Linked DNA regions of Mus musculus: regions 1, 3, 4 and 5 are each linked to region 2. The links are chromatin contacts, called in public Hi-C and HiChIP or PLAC-seq maps. All regions are on one chromosome and are shown on one strand. Each heading gives the region's core, a stretch centred on a gene start, on an enhancer-like site or on the middle of the called end of the contact. The rest is flanking DNA. Distances are from core to core; before and after follow the strand shown. Region 1 has its middle 53 kb from the start of Ccdc167. Region 2 holds the start of Zfand3 (zinc finger, AN1-type domain 3). Region 3 overlaps Btbd9 (BTB (POZ) domain containing 9). Region 4 overlaps Zfand3 (zinc finger, AN1-type domain 3). Region 5 overlaps Zfand3 (zinc finger, AN1-type domain 3).

Region 1 (2,700 bases), core at 74-2,573, 240 kb before region 2:
AGACACTTTACCCACTGAGATGTCTCCCCTGCCTCTGCACTCTGCGTCTTGGCTCTCTTTGTCCCTGCCTGCTCTGTTTGCACCCCCACATCTTCTGGGTCTCACCCCCTTGCCCTTCTAGCTGAGACAGCCCCTCTGTTTGTCACCAGCTCGTGCTTAGAGAGCTCACAAGGCAAGTGAAGAGAAAGGGAGGGGATTCTAACACCCCAGCCAGAAACCTGAAGCAAGTGTCGGTGGTGCAGTATCACTGCATAAACACACAGCTGTCCCCTTTACCTCCTCCTGGCAGAAGGGGAGGACCACAGGGGAGGACCACCAGGGAAGGGAGACTGGAAGAATGAACCCAGAGCAGAGATGAATGGTGGGGCCCCGAGAACCAGGCAGAAGAGCTGAAGGCAGCAGTCAGGACAAAATGTGGGTGCAGGTGTCCATGACAGCAGGCACCTCGCTAGGGACTTTCGACATTGATGGCTGGGCAAAGGGAGTTGACATAAGTCTATGACCATGGGATGTGTGTGTGTGAGTGCGCGAGTCTGTGTGTGTGCATGTGTATGTGTGTATGAGAGAAAAGAGAGAGCCTGTGTGTGCATGCATGCATGCATGTAAGTACACATACATAAGCCAATTATATGTAGGCATGACAGTCATTGATACAATTTGCTGAGAACTCGCTGGGGCTCCCAGCCTCTAGGTAGCACTTCCTGACTACCCCTGTGGTTGGAAGGGCCATGTGACCAGTTCTGGCCAATCAGCATTCTTAGCCAGTAGAATTTACTTTTGTGTCTCAGAGGCATGCAAGATCATGTCTCCTCCCCCCCCACTTCCCGCCCCGGCCCCGCAGGTGTGAGCTGTAGCATTTCCGACAGCCTGCCTGGGTCCTGGGGCTGTTTATGATGAGCCAAGCCCAGGAGGGCCTGAAGCGTGAGCCAGAACTGAACTTGGCGGTTTGATCTGACTCCTTACTGCAGTGTAACTTGGCCTACCCTGTCTGATACAAGATCTCATATGTTTACTTAATCATGTACGTGTACCCAACGTGTATGAGGAAGAGTACAAATCTCTGTGTCCTTTAGATTTTATTTAAAATTTCATGTTTGTGTGTGCGTCTGTGCTGTTGGGAGTCACCTTTCCCTCCACCGGGTAGGTCCTGGAGATTGAACTCAAGTCATGCCGGTTCAGGACTTGGCGGCATGTATCTTTAAATCTTTATCTGATAAACCACCTTTCCCTCTGCTGTGTTTCTGACACACACACCCAGCCTTGAGCAAACCGAAGACATCCCCTCCTCCCACCCCCTCACACCTCTCTTCACAGTGAAACATGGGGGTGCGTGTGGCTCTAACTCCAGCAGCCTTGCCTCTGCAGCTGCTCTCACTTCCCCGAGGGAGCCTAAGGTGGCTTTTTCACCGACTTCCGGTTCCATTTCTGATCCCCATATTGCTGGCAGAATGATTCACTCTGGGGTGGGGATGGCGACCTGAACTGGGGCCACTTAGAACTTTGCTGTTGGGACCATCAGGGAAGCACAGGTCTTCCCTTTGGGATGAGAGGGGGCAGGTCTTACCAGGGAGGGGTGCGCAGTCAGGTAGATGGATGCTGAGAGGAAGAGACCACAGGGTGTTGGCCTTGGCGATGCCCGATCTTACTAATGATGCTGCCTGTGGTCACTGTAAGATCCTACCTGGGCTAGGATCTTACTGTTTGATTGATTGATATTGATTGCTTGATTGGGACAGGGTATCACGTGTCTCAAGCAGGCCTGGAACTCACTAGGTGGCTGAAGATGACCTTGAACTTCTGATTCACTTGCCTCGAGTTCCTAAATGCTGGGACTACAGATGTAATCCCACGCCGGTAGTTTGTGCAGTATGGCAGATTGAACCCAAGCCTTGTGAATGCTGGTCCCCTACCAACTGGGTTCAGAGCCGGTCTGGGGTGGATGTGCTGGGGAGAGCTGGCATCTGCCAGGACCATGTCCTGAACCAGCACAAGTTGCATCTTTGTGGCTGGCCCTGACCATTGAAGTAAGTCCCTCTTCCCTGCCTGACACAGACTAAGAGGAAAAGATTCCTCCCCTCCATTTTTCTTGGATCTGAAAAACCAGAAGTCCCTCTCAAGGGGCCAGAGAGATAACTTTGTGGGTAAAGGCACCTGTCGCCAAGCCTGACAGCCTAAGTCAAGTCCCAGGAACCACATAATGGAAGGGCAGAACCAACTCCTACAAAGTTGTCTTTGTTCCTCCAAGCCCATGTCTTAGCAGGCAGGCAGGCAGGCAGGCAGGCACAGACAGAGAGGCAGACACACACACACACACACACACACACACACACACACACACAAATGTAATAAACACATTGTTAGATCCCCTTCAGAGTCTATCCACATCTTTTCTAGTTTTAAGGGACGCTACTACTCCAACGGATTGCATGCCGGGGAGGGGGCACCCCTCTTTAAACTTTAGCTGGACAGTTAGCATCCCTCGCCGGTTTCTCTCCTCCCAGCCCACACCCTCATTAAACTGTCCTTGAATGACTCAGATGGAACGACCCCTGCTTCCTGCCAAACTGGATCATTAATAAGATGTCTAGTAGGCATGACGTACTGTTGCCAACTTCACAGGCACCTTCAGCGCTTCTCATAGATGCTCTCAGCTGCTCCACATCTGCCTCTGCTGCCTCCTGTGTCCTGTCTGTGACCTCA
Region 2 (2,700 bases), core at 131-2,630:
ATAAAGTTAGTCTAAGTAATATTCTCTGGGGCTGGGTTCCCTTGGAGTTGAGAGGGTACATGGTAGCCTTCCCGTAAGTTCTGGACTTTTAAGTTGGCTCCAAACCCCTTAAGGTCAGGTCACTTCTCCAAGAGTTCTGGTGGACGTTTCTTTTGTGTTCAAATTAGTGATCGCTAGTGGACTATTCTGGTCACCGCTGACTGGAGAACAGAAAGAATTTAGGACTGTGGTAAGGAATATTAAAGAATTCTTTCAACGGCTCAAGTTTGGCCACTTATTAATGTCCAGTAGGGATCAAGTTAAATCTTCTCCCCCAAACCAACCATATTTACCCCAGGGAGGTTTTCCAAATCAAGATAGTGGGAGTGGACCTGGGGTACTCCAACTGAGGACATCAGAGGGGTGAAACACTTGGGCAAGTTCCTTCTGCCCCACGACTTGCTATCTAGAGATGTTCCTGAAATTCATTTATGGCAGGACGGAGGCCACTTTTCCGGGGGAACTGTCTGAGTGGGTTGGGAGTAGGGGAAATGGGAAGCGAGATTCTCCGGCGGCTGGCAGTTTGGGGAGGAACGCTTCGCGGCACTCATCAGGGGCGCGAGAACAGTGGCCTTGAAGACCCAGACGGCCAGCGGTGAACGCAGGACACCTAGGCAACTTCCGGGTTTGGAAACGCTCCACCCAGCTCTGGACAGACTACCAGGTCTCCAGGCGCATGCGCCGCCGCTCTGGGACCGACCCAAGTCACCCCAAACAACTAATTGGGCCCCCGGCCCGCTTGGGGCGTACCATTTGTCTCAGCTGGGGGGTGGAGGCAAAGCTCCCCCACAGGACTCTGAAACCCGCTCTCCTTCCTCAGCCAGGAGCGCAGGCTAGCTCTCGTAAAAGTCCTGGGAAGATGGAGGGCTGAGAGGCGGCTCGCACGAGGAACTCGGGAGGAGCACGCACCGCCCAGCCTCCGAGGCTCTGAACAAAGTGGCACGCCCGGATCCCAGCTGATCCGTCGGGCTCCGGCGGCGGCGGTGGCTCCCCCGGGCGAGACCATCGCGCCGCCTCGGGAGGGGTGTCCGCCTCGGGGAGGGGGCGGAGCGGCCATTGTCCGGTCAGCGCAGTCTACGGGGCGGGGGAGGGGATTACGGAGCGAGCGGGGGCCCGGGGCGTCACAGCCGGCCGCTGCGACTCCACTGCCGGCGGGGGCTACGGGTTCCTCCCCACCCAGCCCCGGACCCGCCAGCGCCGCCGCACGGGACAGCGCCGTGGCTGGGGGGCGGCGGAGAGAGCCGCCAAGGCCGCCAGATCTCCCCGGCTCGCACGGCCCAGCCCCTCCTCCGCAGCTCCCCTCCCTCTCCTCGCCGCGCCCCCCCCCTCCGCAGGCCGAGTGGTGCGGCCCGCCTCCAGCTGACCCGCCTGGAATCCCGGCTCGGAGCTCCGGACTCGCGCCCGCCTGCGCGCCCGCTCCCTCCCCCTCCCCCCGCCCCGCGCCCCCCGCCGCTGCCGCCGCCGCCTCCGCTTCCTCCGAGGGGGGCTCAGGCCCAGCCGCCGTCGCCTCCGAGCTCCGCCGCCGCCGCCGCCGAGCACCATGGGAGACGCCGGGAGCGAGCGCAGCAAAGCGCCCAGCCTGCCGCCTCGCTGTCCCTGCGGCTTCTGGGGGTAAGTGTGGGGGCAGGGGCGCGGGCTCGGGCCTCGGGGTGGCGGTGGGGACCCGAGGGAGGCCAGAGCCCCGGGAAGCTGGGCCGCGGAAGCCGGGCCTCGGGGGAGCGGGCGGGGACCGCGGCCTCGGCCTGAGGAGGGCTGCGGGAAGGGGACGCTGGTGGGGGGGGGGGGAGGAGGAAGAAGAGGAGGAATAGGAATAAGAGGAGCAGGAGGACCAGGACCGCTCGGGCCGCGCTACCCTCTGTGGGACTCGCTGGCCCGAGGCCGGCTTGGGGTGAGGGGCCACGGGTGAGCCGGAGGGACGAGGTGGCGGCGCTGGCACTTCTGACGGGGCAGGGTTGCCCCTTTTCCTTTTCCCTTGGCCTGTGGAGGCCAGTCCGCCTCCCCCTCATCTTGGTATGAGTTGGTGCCCAGCCATCAGGAGGGTATTTCCTCTGACTTTTTCACCTCCCCTCCTCCCTGCTGCTCCCCGGGAGATTTGCATCATCACTTCCTAAATTATATCTCAGTCCCCATTTGCTTTTAGGAAGCTGTTCACACGTCATACGTTTGAACAGATCCAGGGTCCAGAATTTGGGCTTGGGGTGTAAAGTTAAAAGGCATTGTTGAGGGTCTTACTTTTTAATCTAAAACATGTTTCAGGGAGTCTGTAAAATTACTCTGTCCAAAAAAACCCCTCCTCCACCACCACCACCACCACTACCACCACCACCACCACTATCACCATCATCACCACCATCATCATAACCACCAGCAACAACAAACAACAACAAGGAATCCCCCAAACAGATAAACACCCCTACCCAACTAAACCGAACCGAAAACAGAAACTTCTCAACAGAACCTCCAGCCAGCCTAGCTTGTGGAATGTGAGAGTTGCCTTCCTTCCTTGGCTCTCAAATTCTCTTTCCCTATTAAAAATTTTCTTTTTAAATGTTCACTACACAGAGTATAGAATTCCATGCCTCATTAGGGTGAGTTGGGGGAAGTTACAAATAGATTAGATAGATAGATGGGACCCCCCCACTCCTACCAGCAGTTATAGTT
Region 3 (2,700 bases), core at 128-2,627, 260 kb after region 2:
GAAAGACTGGCATGCTCATCTTGTCAGCAAAGACCCAGGCCTCAGATACCCACATATCTGGAAAACGTCACAGGAGAAATCAGGCAAGGAACGATAGCCACAGGTACCCAGAGCCAATGCTTGCTGCTTTAGCATAGGCTTTGCATAGGTGAGCTTCGGTTTGACCCTCTCTTCTGGCCTCAATGGGCACCAGGCTCAAATGGTGCGAGTAAAACATTCCATACATACAAATAAAAAATAAAAATGACTCTTAAGAGAACTGGAAATCCTAATGCTATTCAAATGATCTACACAAACCCCCATGACAACAGGCTGGGCTAGAAACCAAAACCCAGGAAACAAGTGAAAATCTGGCTACCAATAGCACTAGGACTCTTGGGATTTTGGTAGCAATTGAGTTGTTCTATGCACGTTTGATTAAAATTGTGCTTCCACCTGGGCCAGTGCACTTCAGGCACAGACTCAGCCTTACATGCAGAGGGACCATTTCAATTGGAGACACGGCAGGAGGAAGGAGACGGGATGTCCAGACTCGGATCTGGGAAACAAGGGGCTTCAGAGATGGCTGGCCAGGAGGACGACAAGCACAGCCCTGAGCAGCCCTGCAAATGTGGGGTGCAATCAAGGGCTCCATGGGCACCTGCCCCACCTCTCTGCTCAGCAGCTGAGCCCTGGAAAGATGCTTACTATTTTCATTTCTAATAACAGTCCTTGTGATCTATCCATTTGTCCTGGGATTTGAACACTTTTTTCTAACTGATTGTTTTAAATTTCTAATTATTTTTAGTTAGCATACAAAATGAAGCGTATTCATTGTGACATTTTTATACACAGATTGTTGTAGTTTGCTTATATCCACCCTCTGCTAGCCCTCTTCCCCTCCCCCAATGATGCAAATCCTCTTCCTCCTCCTGTTTCCTTTATGCCTTCATGTTCTCAATCCATTATGAGAGGAAACATGAAACCTCTCTTGTCCCCTCTTAGTCTCTCTTGGTCCCCACCCTGGCTTTACCTCCCTCCTTCCTCTTCCTTGTAACTTCAGTGGACACTCGAAGCAAGCTCTTCAACTCCAGGTTGCTTTTACTTGAGAAGGGGGCAGTGGACAGGAGTCCTCTGTGATGTATGTATGTATGTATGTATGTATGTATGTATGTATGTACGTACGTATGTATGTATGTATGTGATGTACACACTGTCTAGAGTGTGGGAGTCGCCATAGGCTCACACACTTGAGTGCTTAGTCCTCAGTTGGTAGGGCTGTTTGGGGAGGCCATGGACCCTTTAGGAGGTGCAGCATTGCTAGAAGAAGTATGTCACCAGGGCAGGCCTTTTCAGGGTTTATACCTCCCCCGCTTCCTGCTGTTTCTCAGTTCCCTGTATACGGCTGAGAGGTTGCCAGCCAGCTTTCTGTTCTGCTGCCAGGCCATGCTGTCCTGGCCATGAAGGATTCTATTCCTCTGGGAACATAAAGCAAAATAAACCCTTTCTTCTGTAGGTTGTTTCTGTGCATTATCACAGCGACGAGAACGCAGCACATCAGGGAGTGGTCTGCTCTTTCCCTCCTGACTCCTCCAGCACACAGAGCTTATCAACCTGCTTTTCCATTGAACAAATATGATCTTCCGTGCCAAAAAGGCAAGATGGCAAGGTCACCTTTTGCTTTTTTGTTTGTTTGTTTTTTGTTTTTCGAGACAGGGTTTCTCTGTGTAGCCCTGACTGTCCTGGAACTCACTCTGTAGACCAGGCTGGCCTCGAACTCAGAAATCCGCCTGCCTCTGCCTCCCAAGGGCTGGGATTAAAAGCGTGCACCACCACACCCGGCCGGCAAGGTCACCTTTTAAATGAGATGTCATCTTACAACTTCTGCCTCTTCTCTGACTTTAGCAAGTCACAAAAGAAGGTAAGAGTCAGGACAGACATCTTCAGGAGGATTCAGTCAGAAAACAGTGCCTAGTGACCACAGAAGCACCAGGGCTCATGTCACAGGGATCCACGAGGCCTCTGTGACATCCCCAAATCAATAGCTGTTGGTCTTGTTCATGGTAGAACCATTGAGAGACCTACAGAAGGAAATGCATGACTAAGTGATTCCAGGAGACAAGAGGAGGGGCAGCATGACAAGCAAGCTTAGATTGTTAGAGAAGGATGTGCAGTCTTACGGACCTGGGATCAGCAAGGAAAGGCAAAAATGTTGACACAGAGGCAAGGGAGGTTACAGTGTAAAGCTTTTGCCTATTTATATTTTAAATGTATTTTCTGGTGACTAAGAAAATTAAAAATCAATGCAAGCACTCCATCAAATCTTGAAAGCCTGTGACTTGGGTGAGAAAAGCAAACAGCATGACGAGACACGCCCCTCCCCCCATCAGTAAGGGCACCGAGTCATGGGGTAAGTCCCCTTTATACTTAAGATGCAATCTCCCGTAGGAAATTTAAAACAATAACTTGAGACTTGGCAGTTTTATGATCCAAGCTATTGAGCTAGCTTCAAGATGCACTAATCCCTTGAGAAAAAGCCAGGACACAGTGGAAGGCAGCTCAAGAACGCACAGCATCATTTACTTGTACACGGCTATCTTAGAACTGTTTATTTGCCTTTGACACTTGAGGACAAGAGTAACCATTACACATTTTGGACAAGCTTGGAAAGCTAACTTATCTATTTTGTGGAAAAAATATGCCTCTGAAACTATCATGTTG
Region 4 (2,700 bases), core at 124-2,623, 150 kb after region 2:
AAGCCTCAGCTCCTGTGCATACAGTTGATGAGTGCTTGACTGCCGCACACTGACTCAGTAGCATACAGCTGTGGATGCTTAAAGAATGTGATTTACTGTTTTCTTCCAAATGGCCATCTTTGAGGCAGAGGTGTGTGTGATTGTCCTGGCATGCCGTCATTACTCCTGTGCACAGTGAGCAAGCTCTGCCAGGAGAGGGGTTTCTCTGCCTGATGGAGGCACAGAACAGTTGCCTGGAGTGTTGGGAGACCAGCTCTGCAGGTGGTTCTCATTATGAAAAGGATGGTGGGTGCTCAGGACACTGTGGCTTTCCTGAGTAAGATGACTGATGAGTAGTCAGTCCCGCAGGACTTGAATGTCAGTCTTGCAGATGCTCAAGTCTGTGTTGTATTACATTACACTTTACGTTTCCATTGTATGCTTTTTTGTTTTTTTCTTTCTTTCTAACTTACAGTAAGAAAGCTTGTCATTGATTAAAATTTGGAAAAAACAAAAACACAGATTTGGTAATAGTGTTTAGTAATGTACTTTATAAATGCTATTTCTAAAACTAGGTCAGTTTCTTTTTTTAATTTTGCTTCTTACAAAATGTGTATGTGTGTGTGTTTTAAAGTAAGATGACATTTTAAATTTGTTTATCATCTATAAAGTGGAATGATAAGAATTTCTCACAAGGTCAGTGTAACAAGAGGATTATTTGTAGCTCACAGTAGATATTGAATAGTTCATTGTTGTTATTTATAACTGTAGTAGTTTTTTTTTTTAATGTTATCAAAATACCTTGCCAGAATAAGATAGGAAAGAAAGATTTAAGTCCAGTCCAGCAAGGAGGCTGTAAGGTGTGGGGCAGAGCCTTCTGCCATAGTCACAGCAGCACCAGACGCACACAGGGTTCCATGCTCTGAATTCAGCAGCCACCTCAGCTCAGATACACAAATGCTGGAGAGGGCTGAGAACATGAGCCTGTGGGGGATGGAAGCCAGAGTGTTCTGTTTCCAGTCCCTAAAGACAAATGACCAACCTACAGTCAAACATGGATTCAGTCCAACTTTAAAAGTCCCCAGTCTTAGCAGCCTCAATACAATTGAAAACCCTCAAATCTTATCTGAGACAGAAGGCAGACTTGTAACTGTGGCACCTGTAAAATAAGATGTTCCTCAAAAAAGTACACATTTCCGATATCAAGTTAAGCAGAGTAAATATTTTTCTTCCTAAAGGGAGGTAAGTGGCTATAGTAAGGAAAGAATGGCAAGGCCAGAAATCAGCAGGGAAACCTCCACCCTGTTGGCTTTGTAGCCACCATGCAGGGCTGTGGTAGCATCTGAGCCCCGGCAGACATGGGCAGCTCTGCCGTTTGCAATCCCTTGTAGCCTTTTCCTCAGACAAGCTCCGGTCAGTGGCTCCAGCTTTGTTGCCGGCTCCTGCTCCTGGCATCCCTACTGTAACTGCCCGGCGTTCCCTGCTTGCCAGCTGCCCCTGCTGCTGATCACCTGAGCTCAGAGGGGCTGTGAGTGACTTTTCTTTAACCATAGCTCTGTAATTCTTGAGTTCTGTGTGCCTATAAAAAACCAACACCAGTGGATGGTGCCAGGTTCTGCCAGCTTGGGAAGTCGCCAGGTCCCCCTCTTACCACAGCTGAGTCTGTGCTGGGTGGCTGTAGTCTGTGCTGGGTGGCTGAACCCTACCTACCTGGCTCAGTCTTCAGGCACTCAGATTTTAATGTCAGTCTCTAAAGAGTGTGAATTTGCCTTTTTCACTTTGGAATCTTTGATGAATGGAGCCTTGCCCTCAAAGCATCCTTTCTATTGTCTCATTTAAAGTTGTGAGGGTTTTTTTTTTTTAATGATTTTAACCCCTCCCCCTCCTCCCTTTTTTTGTTTTGTTTTGTTGAGACAAGGTTTCTTTAGTCTTGGCTGCTGTGGACCTCTGTAGACCAGGCTGGCCTTGAACTCAGAGAACTGTCCACCTCTGCCTTCTAAGTGCTGGGACTAAAGGCGTGAACCAGCACCACCAGGTGATGGTGTTAATCACCTCCATAGCTCAGTTGGTCCCCAGTTCTAAACAGTGTCATGTTCTTTTTGCCAGGCTGTGCCTTTATCACATCCTCCTGCCTTTTGCTTTGTTTTGTCTGTCTCTGATTTTTCACTCTAAACCCACTGAATGTAGTGAGCAGTGGCCACACCACAGTGTGTTACACTCTCTTGAAAAGTTGCCTGTGCCAGATAAATTAATCTGTTGGTTTGTTTGCTCTTTTTAAAATCAGCTTCTTTCGAATATTCAGGACTCAAGCAAGATGTAGTTAGATTGTTTGACATAATGTTTGTGGTCCAGTTCCCTGCAGAGTCCCATCTGAAATCCTGAGAGCTCAGTCTTTACATCTCTCCATTGGTCTTAGACTTCCATCAGAATGGCCGCTAAAACTCTGTTGGCCCATTCTAAATTCCTCCCTACTCCTTTTCAGAGCAGCCCACAGTCTCTTGCTCTGCATTACTTTCTCACCACCGACCAAATGCCCATGAGAAAAAGATAAGGGAGGGAAGGCTCATTTTGTCGCACTGTTTTTATAAGTGTCAGTCTCCCATGGTGGGAGGCTGGGGGAGAGGACCGTGGCTGCTGTTCCCATGTGCTGGATCCGGAAGCAGAGTTTAAGGCAGAATCAGGAGCCTGGAGGTGTAGCCTTCAGAGCTCACCTGAGTGACC
Region 5 (2,700 bases), core at 61-2,560, 130 kb after region 2:
GTTGTCAGCTTGAATTGAACACTAATTAGAAAACCAACCTCCTTGTGTTTTTATGTCTGTTGTAAACTAAATGCAGCCCATTTCTTTTCGCTGTTGTGGTCATTTCTTTTACATCTATCCTCATTACTGATAATATATGTGCACCCACTGATTTCTGCCATTTTTAATGTGTTTTTTGTTTAGGGAGCTATTTTTTTGTGCTGCTATTTTCCTTCTGACCTCTCACCGATAGGTCTCAATCTCCCCCTCCCCTTTCTACTGATTACTCTTAAGAACATCTTTGTGTATTCAAAGTTCAGTATTAAAATCAATGTCTATCCTTATCTGAACCACAGAGGGTGTTAATATATAACTTGAAAGTTTAAATCATGCCCGTGGTTTTATGTTTGCTTTTTCATCAGCCATTCACTTCTGCACTTTGCTTTTAGTTACCACAGTGGCCTTCCTCCATGTTTCATGTGACTCTGACCCTAACATTAATGTTTTCTAGTGGTTGCTCTGATGTAAGGGCCGTAATTAACCAGTTTTCTTACCCTTTTTTCTGTAGATTTTCAAAAGAAACAACCAGATGATGATTCCACCCCAAGTACAAGTAACAGCCAATCAGATTTGTTTTCCGAAGAGACCACCAGTGACAACAACAATACCTCTGTAACCACGCCAACTCTTAGTCCCAGCCAGCAGTCGCTCCCGACAGAACTGAATGTAACTTCACCGAGTACAGAGGAATGTAAGTCTCTATCTGTGAGAGCCTTAGAGCAGCCCAGGAGCATCAGCGTGAGAGCCTTGCTCAGGAAGGCTTAACTCAGATTCTGTTTAAGACAAATGTGTGGGTGTGGAATGCTGTGCTGTGCAAGTCAGTAAGTGCAGCCACTCCAGAGAAGGTGAGGTCTTCTTAGGACTAGCCTTCCAGCGGTTATCAGCTCTGCCTTCACATTAGAACTCACTGGGGAAATTTAAAGCAATCTTTTTTATTGCATTTTTGAAAGACTTGTGCATGTAGTGCACTTGCATGGTTATCATAGAGGGCAGAGGACAGTGTGCTGGAGTCAGTTCTCTGCTTCCACCAGGATTGGAACTCGGGTCATCAGGGCTGCATGACAACATGGACATATTTCATCAGCTCTCCACCGAGGATTTAACAAACAATTTTAGTTTTTTATTATCATCCTTGAGCCTAATTTAACTCTTCAAAGAGAAGGAAGCTCAAAGATTCAGCCTTTAAAGTCTATGGAGAATTCTGCTGTACAGCAAGCATTTAGAATCACCAGTCTTGGGAACGTCAGCCTGACCTAGACTTAGATTGGACTCTTGCCTCTGCTAACTGGCCTTGACTAAGTTTACACTTAGGTAATAAAAGCACAGGCTGTGTGAAGAAAGTAGGAGATACTTTTATTCTTGTTTAATATTTTACTGCGTGCATTTGCGAATGTGTGTGTTTTGAATATGAGGATGTAAGCGAGTAGGTATGTATCGTTCTCTCCTGTTAGGCTAAGGGGCCTGGGGATTGAACCCAGTTAGCCAATCCTGTGTATAAGTGCCTAGCCATACCACTGGTCCTCTTGTTACCCTTGTATGTGATACATAGTCGTTATAATGCTACAATGATTTCTTGTGGGACACAATGTAACTCATAGTATTTGCCTCTTATGCTTTCCTTAAGGTTGGAATTTATGTTTCAAGCTTAATGGGTATTTAGAAATGTAATAGTTTAGGTTATCAAGTCTACTAATTTGGGGAAGGTTAGCAGGGAAAAAAATAATTTGTTTAATACTTTCACATGTTATTATATTCAGTTATATTGAGAATATAAAACAGAAGATCTTTAGAGAGTTTATTGTTTAGCAGGGACATTCAATTTAAATCAGAAGATGGCAAAGAGGAGTGATTATTCCCCTTTTTCCTCTCAAAGCAACGCAATGCTGAGAGACGAGAGGACTGCTAACATCTTATATTGCACAGGACAACTCTACACTGGAAGTGATCCAGCCCAGTTCTGTCCGGATGCTGGGGTTAGAAGCCGGACACATTCTGTGTATACTTAATGTTAGTAGGTCAGCGTTTGTAGTAAGTGTTATTGAAAGGCACTGGCTTACTCAGAAATGGTATTGAAGACAGAATGCTGTGAAGAGACACTTCACACATGTAGTGTGAGCTGTGGAGGAAAGCTGCCTGGAGTTTCTCTTGGGTAGTGACTTCATTCATGGAGAATGAAGTTGGAAAGTTAATGATTACCAAGCTTGAATGAATGTCCAGTCAAGCTACTGGGACTTTGAACAATAGCTGTGGTTCTAATGAAGAGACAGTGATAGTGTCACTGTCCTTTTGAAGGAGCAATCTGACAGTATTGTGAACAGGGATAGATTATAGCATTCCAGAAAAGGAGATTTTAATATTATAACTTGTTTAATGGAACTAGGAAGGGTGTGAAAATCATTTCAGAAGAGAAGAAGGATGTTAACAGTGTGTCAAGGAAGTAGATAATTTTGCTTCCTCCTTTCTAGTTTGGATGGCCTTTCCTTCCCTTACATAATTGCTTTCGCTAGGACTTATGTAGAGTGCTGTATAGAGGTAGCGTAGAGTAGAGTAGAGTAGAGAGCCTTCTTGTCTTCTTTCAGATCCTAGGGAAATGGATTCGACTTCCTCATTGGTTATGCTGTTTGCTGTGTGTTTGGCACATATGGCCTTAATTGTGTTATT

Evidence for each region. A called contact is a pair of places that touch in the nucleus more often than the background predicts. HiChIP or PLAC-seq counts read pairs in DNA pulled down with a chosen protein or histone mark.
Region 1: a Hi-C map of double positive thymocytes shows a contact between it and region 2, with 6 times the contacts expected there. The contact joins the enhancer-like site here to the promoter of Zfand3 in region 2. A contact is called at or near these places in 1 of 39 promoter capture datasets (the HPC-7 cell line), 2 of 484 Hi-C or Micro-C datasets (B cells and double positive thymocytes) and 4 of 115 datasets of contacts at active chromatin or transcription factors (embryonic stem cells and memory CD8 T cells).
Region 3: an HNF4G HiChIP or PLAC-seq map of pancreatic cancer cells shows a contact between it and region 2. The contact joins the enhancer-like site here to the promoter of Zfand3 in region 2. A contact is called at or near these places in 3 of 39 promoter capture datasets (the 3T3-L1 cell line, HPC-7-derived erythroid cells and hippocampal neurons), 10 of 115 datasets of contacts at active chromatin or transcription factors (embryonic basal ganglia, embryonic forebrain, embryonic hindbrain and 6 more) and 1 of 9 other capture datasets (adipose tissue).
Region 4: a contact with region 2 is called in an H3K27ac HiChIP or PLAC-seq map of extraembryonic endoderm stem cells. The contact joins the enhancer-like site here to the promoter of Zfand3 in region 2. A contact is called at or near these places in 1 of 39 promoter capture datasets (hippocampal neurons), 1 of 484 Hi-C or Micro-C datasets (nephron progenitors), 8 of 115 datasets of contacts at active chromatin or transcription factors (bone marrow-derived macrophages, embryonic hindbrain, embryonic stem cells and 5 more) and 3 of 9 other capture datasets (adipose tissue, liver and pancreatic islet).
Region 5: an H3K27ac HiChIP or PLAC-seq map of extraembryonic endoderm stem cells shows a contact between it and region 2. The contact joins the enhancer-like site here to the promoter of Zfand3 in region 2. A contact is called at or near these places in 2 of 39 promoter capture datasets (HPC-7-derived erythroid cells and liver), 3 of 484 Hi-C or Micro-C datasets (CD4 T cells, liver and nephron progenitors), 14 of 115 datasets of contacts at active chromatin or transcription factors (bone marrow-derived macrophages, cardiomyocytes, embryonic hindbrain and 10 more) and 3 of 9 other capture datasets (adipose tissue, liver and pancreatic islet).

Annotation. Positions count from the first base shown.
Region 1 is chr17:29,768,533-29,771,232 of GRCm38.p6, forward strand. No RefSeq gene overlaps it. Among named protein-coding and RNA genes, the nearest start is that of Ccdc167, 53 kb to the left of the region's middle. Within about 2 kb of position 1,324, at least 83 of the 459 cell types and tissues checked have an H3K27ac peak or open chromatin away from gene starts, as enhancers often do. A contact at or near this core is called in B cells, double positive thymocytes and memory CD8 T cells, where this site is marked.
Region 2 is chr17:30,003,659-30,006,358 of GRCm38.p6, forward strand. It overlaps Zfand3 (zinc finger, AN1-type domain 3), which reads left to right and starts at 1,381. Exons shown (of 6, transcript NM_001356265.1): 1 at 1,381-1,650. The coding sequence starts at 1,580.
Region 3 is chr17:30,258,769-30,261,468 of GRCm38.p6, forward strand. The region is part of intron 9 of Btbd9 (BTB (POZ) domain containing 9); the gene reads right to left. Among named protein-coding and RNA genes, the nearest start is that of Zfand3, 260 kb to the left of the region's middle. Within about 2 kb of position 1,378, at least 19 of the 459 cell types and tissues checked have an H3K27ac peak or open chromatin away from gene starts, as enhancers often do. A contact at or near this core is called in adipose tissue and pancreatic cancer cells, where this site is marked.
Region 4 is chr17:30,154,123-30,156,822 of GRCm38.p6, forward strand. All of the region lies in intron 4 of Zfand3 (zinc finger, AN1-type domain 3), which reads left to right. Among named protein-coding and RNA genes, the nearest start is that of Zfand3, 150 kb to the left of the region's middle. Within about 2 kb of position 1,374, at least 8 of the 459 cell types and tissues checked have an H3K27ac peak or open chromatin away from gene starts, as enhancers often do. A contact at or near this core is called in extraembryonic endoderm stem cells, where this site is marked.
Region 5 is chr17:30,134,776-30,137,475 of GRCm38.p6, forward strand. It overlaps Zfand3 (zinc finger, AN1-type domain 3), which reads left to right. Exons shown (of 6, transcript NM_001356265.1): 3 at 548-730. Among named protein-coding and RNA genes, the nearest start is that of Zfand3, 130 kb to the left of the region's middle. Within about 2 kb of position 1,311, at least 43 of the 459 cell types and tissues checked have an H3K27ac peak or open chromatin away from gene starts, as enhancers often do. A contact at or near this core is called in extraembryonic endoderm stem cells, hepatocytes, liver and 1 more, where this site is marked.